Linked DNA regions of Gossypium arboreum: region 1 is linked to region 2. Evidence: chromatin contacts called from public Hi-C data. All regions are on one chromosome and are shown on one strand. The core of a region is the stretch at or near the end of the contact, and the rest is flanking DNA. Distances in the headings are between cores, read along the strand shown. Region 1 holds the start of LOC108480172 (COBRA-like protein 4). Region 2 holds the start of LOC108480812 (ADP,ATP carrier protein ER-ANT1).

Evidence for each region. Hi-C and Micro-C count contacts between places; a contact is called where the count stands out from the background.
Region 1: a Hi-C map of leaf shows a contact between it and region 2, with 2.9 times the contacts expected there. The contact joins the promoter of LOC108480172 here to the promoter of LOC108480812 in region 2. A contact is called at or near these places in 3 of 5 Hi-C or Micro-C datasets (all in leaf).

The regions. Positions count from the first base shown.
Region 1 is chr1:20,858,334-20,864,513 of ASM2569848v2, reverse strand. LOC108480172 (COBRA-like protein 4) reads right to left here and starts at 4,105. Exons shown (of 6, transcript XM_017783070.2): 1 at 3,938-4,105; 2 at 3,779-3,858; 3 at 2,648-3,104; 4 at 2,427-2,574; 5 at 2,051-2,331; 6 at 1,339-1,972. The coding sequence starts at 4,007. The coding sequence ends at 1,680. LOC108480171 (squamosa promoter-binding-like protein 6) reads right to left here. Exons shown (of 5, transcript XM_017783069.2): 4 at 5,800-6,180; 5 at 5,387-5,661. The coding sequence ends at 5,812.
Region 2 is chr1:20,652,926-20,658,898 of ASM2569848v2, reverse strand. It overlaps LOC108480812 (ADP,ATP carrier protein ER-ANT1), which reads left to right and starts at 1,648. Exons shown (of 4, transcript XM_017783922.2): 1 at 1,648-1,783; 2 at 2,003-2,289; 3 at 3,434-3,784; 4 at 4,057-4,573. The coding sequence starts at 2,023. The coding sequence ends at 4,368.

The DNA of each region.
Region 1 (6,180 bases), core at 2,856-5,355, 200 kb before region 2:
TTTGTAGCGGAGGCTCTTACATGTCTCTAGGCAGTGAGTTTGGCGATTGACTTAGGGATCCAAGAGGTGATGCTAGAAGGGGATGCTTTGTCAGTAATTAAAAAGATGAAATCTTGTAGTGATGATGGGTCGGTTATAAGGGCCTATATATATGATGCAAAGTTAAAAAGTAAAGGGTTTCAAAAAATGTTTATTCATACATGTTCCCAGAGACGCAAAATAAAGTTGCACATATATTAGCTAAAAAGGGGTTGAGGAGGGGCGGGAGTACTTATTCGGGAGGGTGTGTATAGGACTTTGTGAGGGATGCGGTGGAGAACAACTGGTACGGTATGCAGATAGAGGAAGGGGGAAGAAATGGTGGGTGTTGTCTCTGATAGAATCGCATTGGGTGGTTAAATTAAGTCCCTTAAGAGGGGTTCTCAGAGGTGTATGAAGGTGAGGGGGGAAAGAAAGGGGGTTTAGTTGTCGGACAAGAAAATGACGGGTTTGAGAGTGGGAGAGGTTATTGAGGACTGCTGTTATCTGGGATGGGGTTACGAGGTTCGGGGTTCGGGGTTGTGGCTGGGTGGGATGGTTCAATGAAGGTGGGTTACTTAAGGTGGCAATGGGTTGCTGAGTTTCTTCGAGTTTTCGATAAAGTTTCAAGGCATATCCGTTATAAGAAGGAGAGGTGCACGGCGTGATTAAACTAGAAATAAAAGGTTGTCGTTTGGATTCCATGGTACTACTCATAGGACATGGAAATAGACAATGAATACGGCTTTAAGGATTGAAAGAGTTTCAGAATACTCTTTTGAATGGATGCTAGCTCATTGATTGGTTGTTTTTATTTTGTTTGTTCAGTTTTGTTTCAGTTTGGATTTTAATTATTCCTCATCGCTTGATTTCGTTCATTTTATTATTTTGTTATTATAAATAAAATAACCTAGTTTCCTTAAAAATATGCGATGAAAATAGATATTTTAAAAATATAAATTGAAAGATAACACTTAAAATTTTTAAATAAGAATTTATCTGTAAAAAAATCCATGCAACTCAAGCAAAAAAAAAAAAAATACAAATTTGCATAGGATAGGCTCATCGTATTTCATTTCTTTTACCTAAAGAAGCTAAAATTAAATTTTAATTTAAAAAAAGTTAAAATACAATTTTATTGTTGTATTAATCCATAACTTTAAAGAGACCAAATCCCAATTTTACTATTTTCAGTCTAAAGCTTCTCTCTGCCAATTTGAGAAAGAAAATTATTTAAGGATTTGTCCTGATTGGGACTTTTGTATAAACAATTTAAAATTCAAGCAGGCTAGATGCGAATTATTATTTTAATAAAAAAAATAATTAAATTTAGTTATCAATATATCAATATCAATGTAAAAATAAAATTTCACTATATTTTATTATTTTTAAATAAAACATATTTACGGATCAACCTTTAATTTGGACCAGCTTAACTAAAAATCCAGACTGAAACCCGGCCCGAGCCACTAATGATAAAACCTTGGAAAAACCCAGATTCATTATTGGCTTTTCTCTGCAAAATCCTTCATGTCACACTTTTTTTCATCTACCCCCTACTGCTTCAACTTCATCCACATGGCTGCCTGCCAATGGCTTACCTTCTTAAAGGTTTGGTTTCTTTCATCTTTTCCCTGCATGCTTTCATTCACTCACTCACTTCAAATCATCCCCAAAAGATTAGCGAAAACCAAAAGCAAAAAGGAAGCCATTGTCGATATTGAAATCAGCTTTGAATTTGCAGAGTTTGGTAGATAAGGATATTCATCTGGAGCTGGCATGGCGCATTCATCGCCATTGAAGTATATTTTCCTAGGGAAAGCCCAACCTTGCTTGAACGTGAATGTACTCATGTCTTTCTTAAGAATCAATTCTGATTGGACGTTTCCATCAGCTCCGGCTTCCTTTAATACGTCATTGTAGAACTTCAAGCCATAGAACATACCAGTGTCATCTGCAGGTTCAATGTTAGTCCATGGTTAGCCCACTTGTCGACTGCCTAGGGAAATTCAAATCAAAGACAAGGACTTACTTGTGTATTTGTAAGGAAGGAGGGGTTTATATTCGAAACTGAAAACTTGGGTGATGTTGTGGAGGTTAGGATGTTGAGCCACAAGTGTCCACTGCGTGTAGTTCATGGCGTAGTTGAAATTAGTGACCGTCATCTTCACTCGCCAATACTCCTTGTAATTCAGCTTCACATGCCAATGCACTCGGATGGGGCACATATGGTTGGTACACCTTATCATCGCATTCGAATTTCTACTCCTTGTTCTGTTCTTGCCAACTACACTTTCTATCTCTGCATCACTCCTGCAATTTGTAGACTAATGTCATTAGGGATGATGATATATAGTGAAATCCCATAGTTAAAAACATTTTCGTGTGGGATCAGAAAGAAGGTTTACGAGATGCAATTATTGTTGTTTTGGCAGCCACAAGAACATGATGGGCAAGGTGTGATTGTGGAGTTGTAAAATGAAGACATCGAGACACAACAGCTTGGATATCGTGATGCCAGAATCTGATTATACGTGCATGTCACATTCCATGTCACTGCAACACAAATAACAACACTTATGTCGGATGTAAGTATATCTGTTTTAAGTGCAAATTATCAAAAACTTACTCAATGCTTGAGTTTTTCGTCGACCATCAGGGGTGAGGAAAACAGTGGACGGCACCTTTTTAGCTCCGCTGCATGTGTAACCCAGACCAGGACCAAGCAAAGTGAAGTTCAACGGCAGGTTCACCGTTTTATTGGAAGTCCCGGCACGGCCAACACCCACCTGAAAGGACGAAACCGCGGTGGAGGAGTCTTGGCTCCATGACGACACGACGCCACCTTTGCAACAATTGGCTATCTGTTGGTTGTATGGGACTCCGGGGAGCAAGTCCACGACGGTGGGGTTTTTCTTACAGCAGTGTGGGACGTTTCCTTTGAACTTTGAACAATCTCCTTGTTCAGTGGCTTGGGCTCCCACCATTGACCAGATCACTTCTTTCTTAGCCCAAACCCAGCCTAGGGTCCAGCCAGGGCTCATTATGTGCCGATACATTTGGAAGTTGGTCATTGTTACAACTGCCTGCATATCAGACATGATATATATGTAAGCTTGCATTTCTATTTCTTCAACTATCCCACACTCAAAAGTTATATTTACTATAAAAATGAATATTGAAAATTTTAGTATGGGATCTTATATCCAACCAAATTTTAAAAATGATTACATGAACAGTCTAATTTAAGTTTGAGTTTAATAAAAGACACTTTATAATTACTAAATCTAAGTAATATTCGCATGCATATGCGTATTAGGATATTGACCAGGAATGAAGCTAGAAGTTGGGTATTGTGGGGTTAAAATAAAATTTCAAAAGTTTGGAGCTAAAAGATAAAATTGATTAAAAAAAGTTAAATTGAATATTCTATAATTAGAATGGATTAAAATTGTTATTATTCTGGGTTAATGCCCTACTAACCCTTAGCTACGCCCTTATTTTAGGTAACTTTCAACTATAAGAAAAAATTTGAAAAAGTTTTAATATATTAGTGATGGATACATATCAATATTTGAAACTCACATTTAACATTTGATCAATATAAATGAAAATTATTATTTTTGGTATAAAGGAAGTCACAATTTTGACCAAATTTATTGAAATTTTATCTTTTAAAGTGACTAAGTGAACCAATTAATTAATCTTGAGTTTAATGAAAAAAATATGAGTATAATAAATGAATTTAAGTTATACTTACAACGTAACCATCCGGAGTCCAGGACATAATGTCCCATTTAATTGTTATGTTTCCGTTAGGATCTAACGGATCATATGCTCCTACAACAAAAGTAGAAAAGGGAAAGGAAATTATTAGCAAAAAAATTAACTAAAACACGAAATGATTATAGCAACTGACCTGCTTGGGAAATGATTATAGCAAAGAAAGCAACCATTGGCAGAGGGTAGGCAAATTTGTAGAACATCATTGTGCAATATCAAGAAGTACTCCTGCTGTCTGTAAACAATGATACTCCTATGGCTTTATATCTATTCCCCCAACAAACAAGAATTGTTTATGTCAGCCTTAACCACTGGTTTTGTTGTATATATATGTGAGTATGACTTGGAACTTTTTTCAGACATATTCTGAGCACAATCTTCTAACTGCCGATATTCGTCAAATACAGAAACATCTTAAACTCGATTAAATCACCTACCAAACAAATGATTTCCATTTAAAATTAATTAATTAAATTGGTGGGTGTGAGAGCTTGCAGTTATTGAAGTCAACTCACCTAATGATAATGACTACTCAACTGTTTCACAATTAATAATATAATAATAATAGATTGTAAAAGGGATAGGGAAATGGCAACAACAAAATTTTTAGTTTTGACTATGCAACATATGTGATAGTTTAAATGGAATAATTGAGTTATTCAGACGAGGATTTTCCAACTTCCCATTTTGCTTATGCTAACTCTGTTTAAAAAAATAAAGAAAGTAAAATCAACTTTGAGATTTTATGCTAACGTGACGAGCCAAGTTTCCCAGTATAATTATTTATGGCATAAAACAACAAATTGTTACTACAAGTTTAGTGAGTAATTGATGTACATGACGCAGCGGGAACTTCCTAGCTTTGGGGTAATTTACCCAATTTATCCATTAACCATACACCAACTTTTTCTCTAACCAACACCATTACTTGTTAAATTATGAATAAATTTTTGTTTTTATCACTTAATTAAAAAAGTTATAATTTGATCATTGAATTATTCAAAAAATTTACATTGTAAGTCATTGGGATATTAAAATCAATGCTATCCCATTACCTGCACTGATTAAAAACTCTCTAACATTTTCTCTTCTATAGTTCAGTTTTTTTATTTTTTATTTATTTTATGAAATAACTTTATTCATCACAAATCTGTGAACTAAAATTCAAATAGATTTATTCTCTTACAATAGCTGTTAGATCAACTTAGATCTAAAATATAAATAACCGTTAAATCAACTTAGATCTAAAATATATTCTCCTACTCATCGATGGATATTAATCTGTCATACTGGCTGTTGAATAATCGCTTGGAGCTCACTAGTGATTTAAAAAAAAAAATCAACAGTTCAATAACTTAAATAAAAACTTTGAATAATTTAATAACTTAAATGAAATCTTTCAAATAGTTCAAAGATTAATATTGTAACTTTTTTAAATTAACTAACTAAAATTAAACTTACCCATATTTTAATGACTAACAGTATAATTTACCCTAAAATTTAAGCAGTTTAGTAAGTTTTATATCACAAGCTCATATAAAACTTGTTTGATAATTTTGCTTTAGTTACGCATCTAAATAGCGAGTGTCGAATATTAAACTTGATTTGATGAATGTTGCAAACAGAAATGTTGATAATTTTGTTCATCAAAACATTTTTAATTCGAGAAACATAATCAAACAATTTTTTTTCGATTACAAAATAACTTGTAAAAGTCTAGGTGAAACTTAACCGAGTGGAGGGGTGGGGTGGGGAATCCAGTTAGCAGCTGCTGAACTTTCTCATCATGCTTCCATCTATGTTACGCCGACTATTCGGACATCTCAAGAACTGTGCAGCTTTCAGCAACATTGAACTTGTCTTCCATTGCAAGTCCAATCATTTAGTTCCAGGCCAGCAAATTCAGAGAATGGAAGAATGTTAGATAAACAAAACACTTGGTTCAAATGTCAAAGATATATGATCATAATGTCATTCAACTTGAGCATCATTACTTACCTTAATCTGTACTTAAACGATTCGGAGGTAGGTCTCATTTTCATTGTCTTCTTGCATAGATTGTCTTTGATGTTCCACTCGCTGAAGCTGCGATGAAAGCTGAAGCAAGTTGATCGTCGGTCCATCTTTGCATGATAGTCCATCAGTGATATTGAAGTTGGCAGCTTCACTACTATCAGATATCAGTATAGCACCCATGTTACCGCCTTCGGTTGAATTGATCCCTGATGAAGAGATCGTATTCGATACTCTGTCAAGCTTTTCCGAGACTTGAGTCATGTGATGGTTATGGTAGCCCGGAATAACCAGGGAACGGGCCATGGGAATTCCTGATGGGCGGCTTGAAGAGCTGTGTGATTGAGATGACAGAAGAGAGAGAGC
Region 2 (5,973 bases), core at 399-2,898:
AACACTTATGGTAAACTATGGATGTGATGAATTGCCATGCTCATAGGCTTAGTATTTTGTTGTGCAAATGTGGATGGTTAATCATAATAGGTCATGCACATATGAACTATCTTGTGATATGAAATGGTTTGGAAAGATTTACGTGCATTTGTTGTGAATTGGTGTCAAATGTGACATATTGGTTTTGTGAATTTATTAGGTGATTATTAGTTATGTTTTGGCATGGAATTTGCATGTTTTGAGTAAGTTTATGTTTGCTAAAATGAAATTTAGAGGTCACGTTTAATAGTTGGTTTTGAAACAAGCACCAAATGACTTATTTTTGTTCTACACGAGCTCATGGCACGGCCATGTGATCACTGGTAGGAAAGTGTTTTTGGAACCACACGATTCTTGATTGTCACACGGGCCAACCAAACAGCCGTATGAGTACTATAGAAATGGTAAAATTTATCCATACGGTCTCAGTTTGTTACACGGCCTTGTGACTTTTGAAATTAAAATTTGGACGTTTTCACCACATGACTTCAAAGAGTTGCATGGTTTTAAGCCCCTTTTTTACATAATTGCCTTTCTTTTTTGAAAAAGTTTCTAATTGGTCCTTGTTTGATCCCGGGTCAACTTTAGAGCTTTCGTAAGCTCGTATAAGACTCGAAAGAGGTTTTAAATTGTACCAAATGATTACTATGACTTAATTTTGGTTTGAGTTTATTCTTAAACATTTGTATTTGTAATTTTTTGTGTTATAACATTTTGTAGCTCGAGTCTGGCAACTGGATCGAGTGAAGGGTGTTACATATGTAGACTTATTGTGAAAGCAACCAAGAGACAAGAGCACAATCTTATTGAACATACATAGCATGTACTTCATTTTGGACCTGACTTCTTTCACTATTGAACATTGTTTGTTGGAATCATCATAAAGCCATCAAGAAATTACTTAAGCCTAATATTCACCCTTTTATATGTGAAAGGATGATGAAACTTTATGGTAGTACGTGAATCTAATACTGCATCTAAAGTATCAATTGGATGTGAGATTGAAGGCAACGTAGCAATTTCTTAAGAACCACTGCCTTTTTTATCTATAGGTAAGAACCACGATTCGATATATGTTGAATTGAAGTTACCTTAAGAATTTACCAACAAAACTATTCAATGAAAATAAGAAAGAAAAAGAATTGGGTTTGGAGAAGAAGAAACAACAATGAAGGCTTTAGTTAGAAAGCCTAGAGAGAGAGGGAGTTTTCTTTTCATTTAAAAACCAATGCTCAACTGTCCAAAGAAACAACGAGTTACAACATTGAAGCAACGAATAATAACCTTCAACAACCTAATGCTATAGTTAACAAAGTAACAAAAAATAACTTCAATAACCAATTTGCAACTCACAGCTATTAATAAACAGGGTTCAATGATAAAGAACTCTAAAACCTTTAAAGTAAGTTTAAGTCTTATAAATTTAAATAAAAATTTCTCTCAATGAATTTGCTACCAAAACGGGTTCAACTTGATTCGATTTCAAACTTAGCTGGAACCATGTGGTCCGAACATCAGGTCTCAAGCCCCAAAAAAACCTAACCCTAAGCATACTAGCCTAAGGACTTATTTGCAAATTGTAATAAATGTTACGTAAGCCATCGCGATTTCCCATTTTATTTCCATTAATTTAATAGATTACAACAACCGGTGCCAGCCTCTCAAATTCTGTGAACTCCAAAGGAATCCTAAAGGAATCTGTGTCTTCGTTTCTCAGCTTCCTTCCCTTCCTCCCCTCGCTCTGGTAATTCCCCTTTCAATCCCTCTCTTTCCTCACGTTTTCCTTTTCTCTATTAATTCCATTCTTTTGAATTTCCATACTCCCATTCATATTACTCTGTTTTACTCTTCTTTTTTTTTATGGTTAATTAATCTCGGTATTTCCCTTTTTTCCTGGTTAGTTGATTTGTTCAATGGAAATTTATGGGTTTTCTTTCTGGGTTTATTGTATTGGCATTTGTAGAAAGATAGCCAAGAGAAAAGATGGAAATGGGTAAGAATAAATCTGAGAAATTCTCAATGGATTTTGTGATGGCTGGAATGGCTGCTATAATGTCAAAGAGCGCAGCAGCCCCCATTGAAAGAGTGAAGCTATTGTTGCAAAATCAAGGGGAGATGATAAAAAGGGGAAGCCTTCAGAAACCTTATAATGGTGTTGGTGATTGCTTTAAAAGGGTTTTGAAGGATGAAGGTCTTTTCTCTTTCTGGAGGGGTAACCAAGCCAATGTCATCAGATATTTTCCCACTCAGGTTGAAACTTATGATTTTCTATTTTGCCTATTGTTCACACTAGGAAACTTATAAAGAAATTGTTCTGTTTCTCATTGCTGGATTTTATGCTTCCATTTTATTTGTCCTTAATTTTGATCATGTACTTGAATAATATTGTTGAAGAACTAGGTAATGCCTGAATTTGACAGATTAGGGTATTTAAATGACATGGTATTTCTTTTTTAATTGATGGAGTCGTTTATGAACAATTGCAAGAATCAGTGTTAAAAACTACTTTATGAGCTTTGGTTGATTTGTGCTTGCTGCTTCAGATTAATCTGTACAACTACTGAAAGATGCCAATATAGAATCATCAATGTATGGATAATCATTATGCTGTTCTATTTAAAAGTTCCACTAATTGAGTGGTGTTATGTCATGAGTTTTAGGTTTTCCTATGCTTTAATCTTCTATGACTATGGCAATCGTTTGTTTGTGGGAAAGGTACTATATGCTATTCATAGATGAATTGCCTTTGGGATCTATCCCTGTAATGCATGTTCCATGAAGTTCTAAGGACAAAAAACTTAATGTTGGCATGTTGTAGTTGGTATGTACCTGGTTAGTATTAGTGATTAGACATCACAACTGATGAATTTTATCGATTAAGATCTTCCTGATGTACCTACACCAACTACTCGATTTTCTTGTCTTTGGCATTTTGAGACAAACTGAGGTTAAAGGAAAATCTCTTTACCTGCTAAGGTATGAAGGTTGCTGACAGAAGAACTTCTCCTTCAGTTATTACAGAGAGACTTTATCTTCATTTTCATATTAGTTTGAGACATAAACAGGAACTAAATGGAAGAAAGAAAACGGGTTAACTTTTTAGTAGAGAAGTTTTAGTTTCCTCAACCTAAGAAATAGTAAATCAAACTTGGGTAATTTGAACATGGCTCCTTTTTATCTTCCTTACCAATCCTTAGCTATATGGTAGCTTTGGGTTTACTGTTTATGGAACAAGTTAAGCTTTTGTCCCAGATTTTATATATCTGTACTGGGATGTTTTGAAATCTTTTGCTGCTAGCATGAAACATCTTTATTTACTTATTTTTACATTTTACCTTTGCAAGTATTTGTCCTGCCTAATTTTGTTACTTAACAGATGTTCGATTATCCATAGGCTTTCAACTTTGCATTTAAAGGTTACTTCAAAAGCATTTTTGGGCGCTCGAAAGAGAAGGATGGTTATGTGATGTGGTTTGCTGGAAATATGGCTTCAGGGAGTGCTGCTGGAGCAACCACATCCTTGTTTTTGTATCATTTGGATTATGCGCGTACTAGACTTGGTACTGATAGTCAACGCCAGTTCAAAGGGCTACTAGATGTATACCGTGAAACTTTATCAACTGATGGCGTTGTGGGCCTATATCGAGGATTTGGGGCTTCAATCATGGGGATTACTTTGTACCGTGGCTTGTACTTTGGGATCTATGACACGATGAAGCCTATACTTTTAGTGGGGCCTCTTGAGGTGAGCATCCAATCCTCTCTTGTAGAACTGTATTCTCACAACTGCTCCTATTTAGCTTTGTAGATGGTAACTGTTTATGTTAGATGATTGGATGCACAATTATGAACTATGATCTCAAATCTTCTTAATATGCATCTTGGTGCCTCGGGGCATAGGATATAGTTATTAGTTGTTGCTGTTTGCAATTTAACCAGTCATGATCATATAATAAATACTCCTAATTGCTGACTACATAAAATTACTTTGTATCATATCTTTTTTGTTCGTTGCAGGGGAATTTCTTTGCTAGCTTCTTCCTGGGTTGGAGTATCACCACAGTTTCCGGGGTCTGTGCCTATCCCTTCGACACGGTTCGACGCCGAATGATGTTAACCTCTGGACAATCGAAGAAGTATCGCAGTGCTATCCATGCTTTTCGTGAGATTGTTCATCTCGAGGGGTTTTCAGCACTATTCCGAGGAGTTACTGCTAATATGCTTCTTGGTGTAGCAGGAGCCGGGGTACTCGCAGGCTATGATCAGCTGCATCGAGTGGCTCATCGACAAGGTTATATGTTCGAGTCATATCAAGGTGCACTAAAGTGAAAATGCCATTGTCTCAAATGTACATACAAGTGTAGCTTTTCATACTGAGATGAAAGAAGAAAAGGAGCATGGGGAAGAAGTGGGATAGAAAGGGCCCCATGTGTGTTTTTATGTATACATTTGTACAGTTAATTAACTTTCAATGATTAATTTGTGATGTAATTGCAGATAACAAAGTTTTAGCAATAAACCTATGTTATTGACATTTCCCATGTAATGTGGAATTTCCTTTTTTTTCTTTTTTTAGTTTTTTTGAATTTATTTGACATCTAAGTCGTGGCATATATTGTATTGGTTGCTTTGGGCTTGTGGTTGTAAAGCAAACAATCTTCAATTTAGTGATCTTCAGTATAGTCCACTCATCAATTCAAATTCTTTGTTATCTCTTCTTTTCAACAAATTTGTTGTTGTTTTTAAATTAAAAAAGAAAGATATTTTAACAAAGTTTTCACAAACTGTGGTCAATGATTTAGTTTTGACAAGTATTTTATTGGTTTCGTCCACACTATAAATTAAATTTTAGATTTTGAGAAAATATTATTTTTTAAAAATTAATTAATTATATTTATGGAAATGTGTTAGCTAAATTTTTTTTAATGGACAATGTGCTATACTCTTGGTGTGCTAAATATAGTTCAAGTGGTATCATATTGTGGGATACTCTTTCCATCATCTTTTAGAATTCTTGAGGGAGGTGGGAGATAAATTCCCAATATAGGGACAATATTTATTTGGGGGGGGGGGGGGTTTGAGGGTTGCTTGATGAAAAATATTTTAAAAATTTTTCTCGAATGAGTAAATTTCTCAAGGTTAAAATAATCTCTTTACTCTTTGAAAATTTAAAATTTAGTTTCTATATTTTTTTATTTTAGGAACTTAGTTATCTGTTTTACAGAGTTTAAAATTTAAGTCCTATAACTAATATTGTTAAATTTTTTGTTAAATAACAATGTCTTTAATAATGTTAACAATTAAACTTAAATTTTAAAATTTAAAAATAAAAAGATCGAATTCATGAAAATAAAAATATAGATGTTAAATTTTAAAATTTTAAAAATATAGTATATTTTGATATATTTTAACCTAGTTAAAAATACTTTTAATATTTATTAAGTAATCCAAACTTATCCTCCTAGGTCTTTAAATGATTTACAACCCCTTAGTTATGTTCTAGAATATTCCAATAAACTTTTCAAGCAGCATTTGGAATGTGAATTGAAAGGATTTATGATTGGACGTTACCAAGAATAAAAATATCATGTTGCCAAAAGTAAAAAATAACTATCAAGTATTTATTATACTACATTGTTGGTTTACTTAAAATAATAAAATCGATGTTTTAAGTTTAAATTTTGTAAAGATAATATTTTTTCAAGAATTTTATAATTAATTGATGAATTCTATCAAATTTTAAAATAATAGTATAAATAAATTTTAATAAGTATTTATATTTAAAAATAGTTTGATTTAGAAATATGTATATATTTATTAAAATTTATATAAAAATCAATTTGATATTTTAGTTATAATATTAAAATTAATTACTAATCATGTATGATGTTTCATATCTATATTTATTTATGATTAAATTTTTATTAATTTATT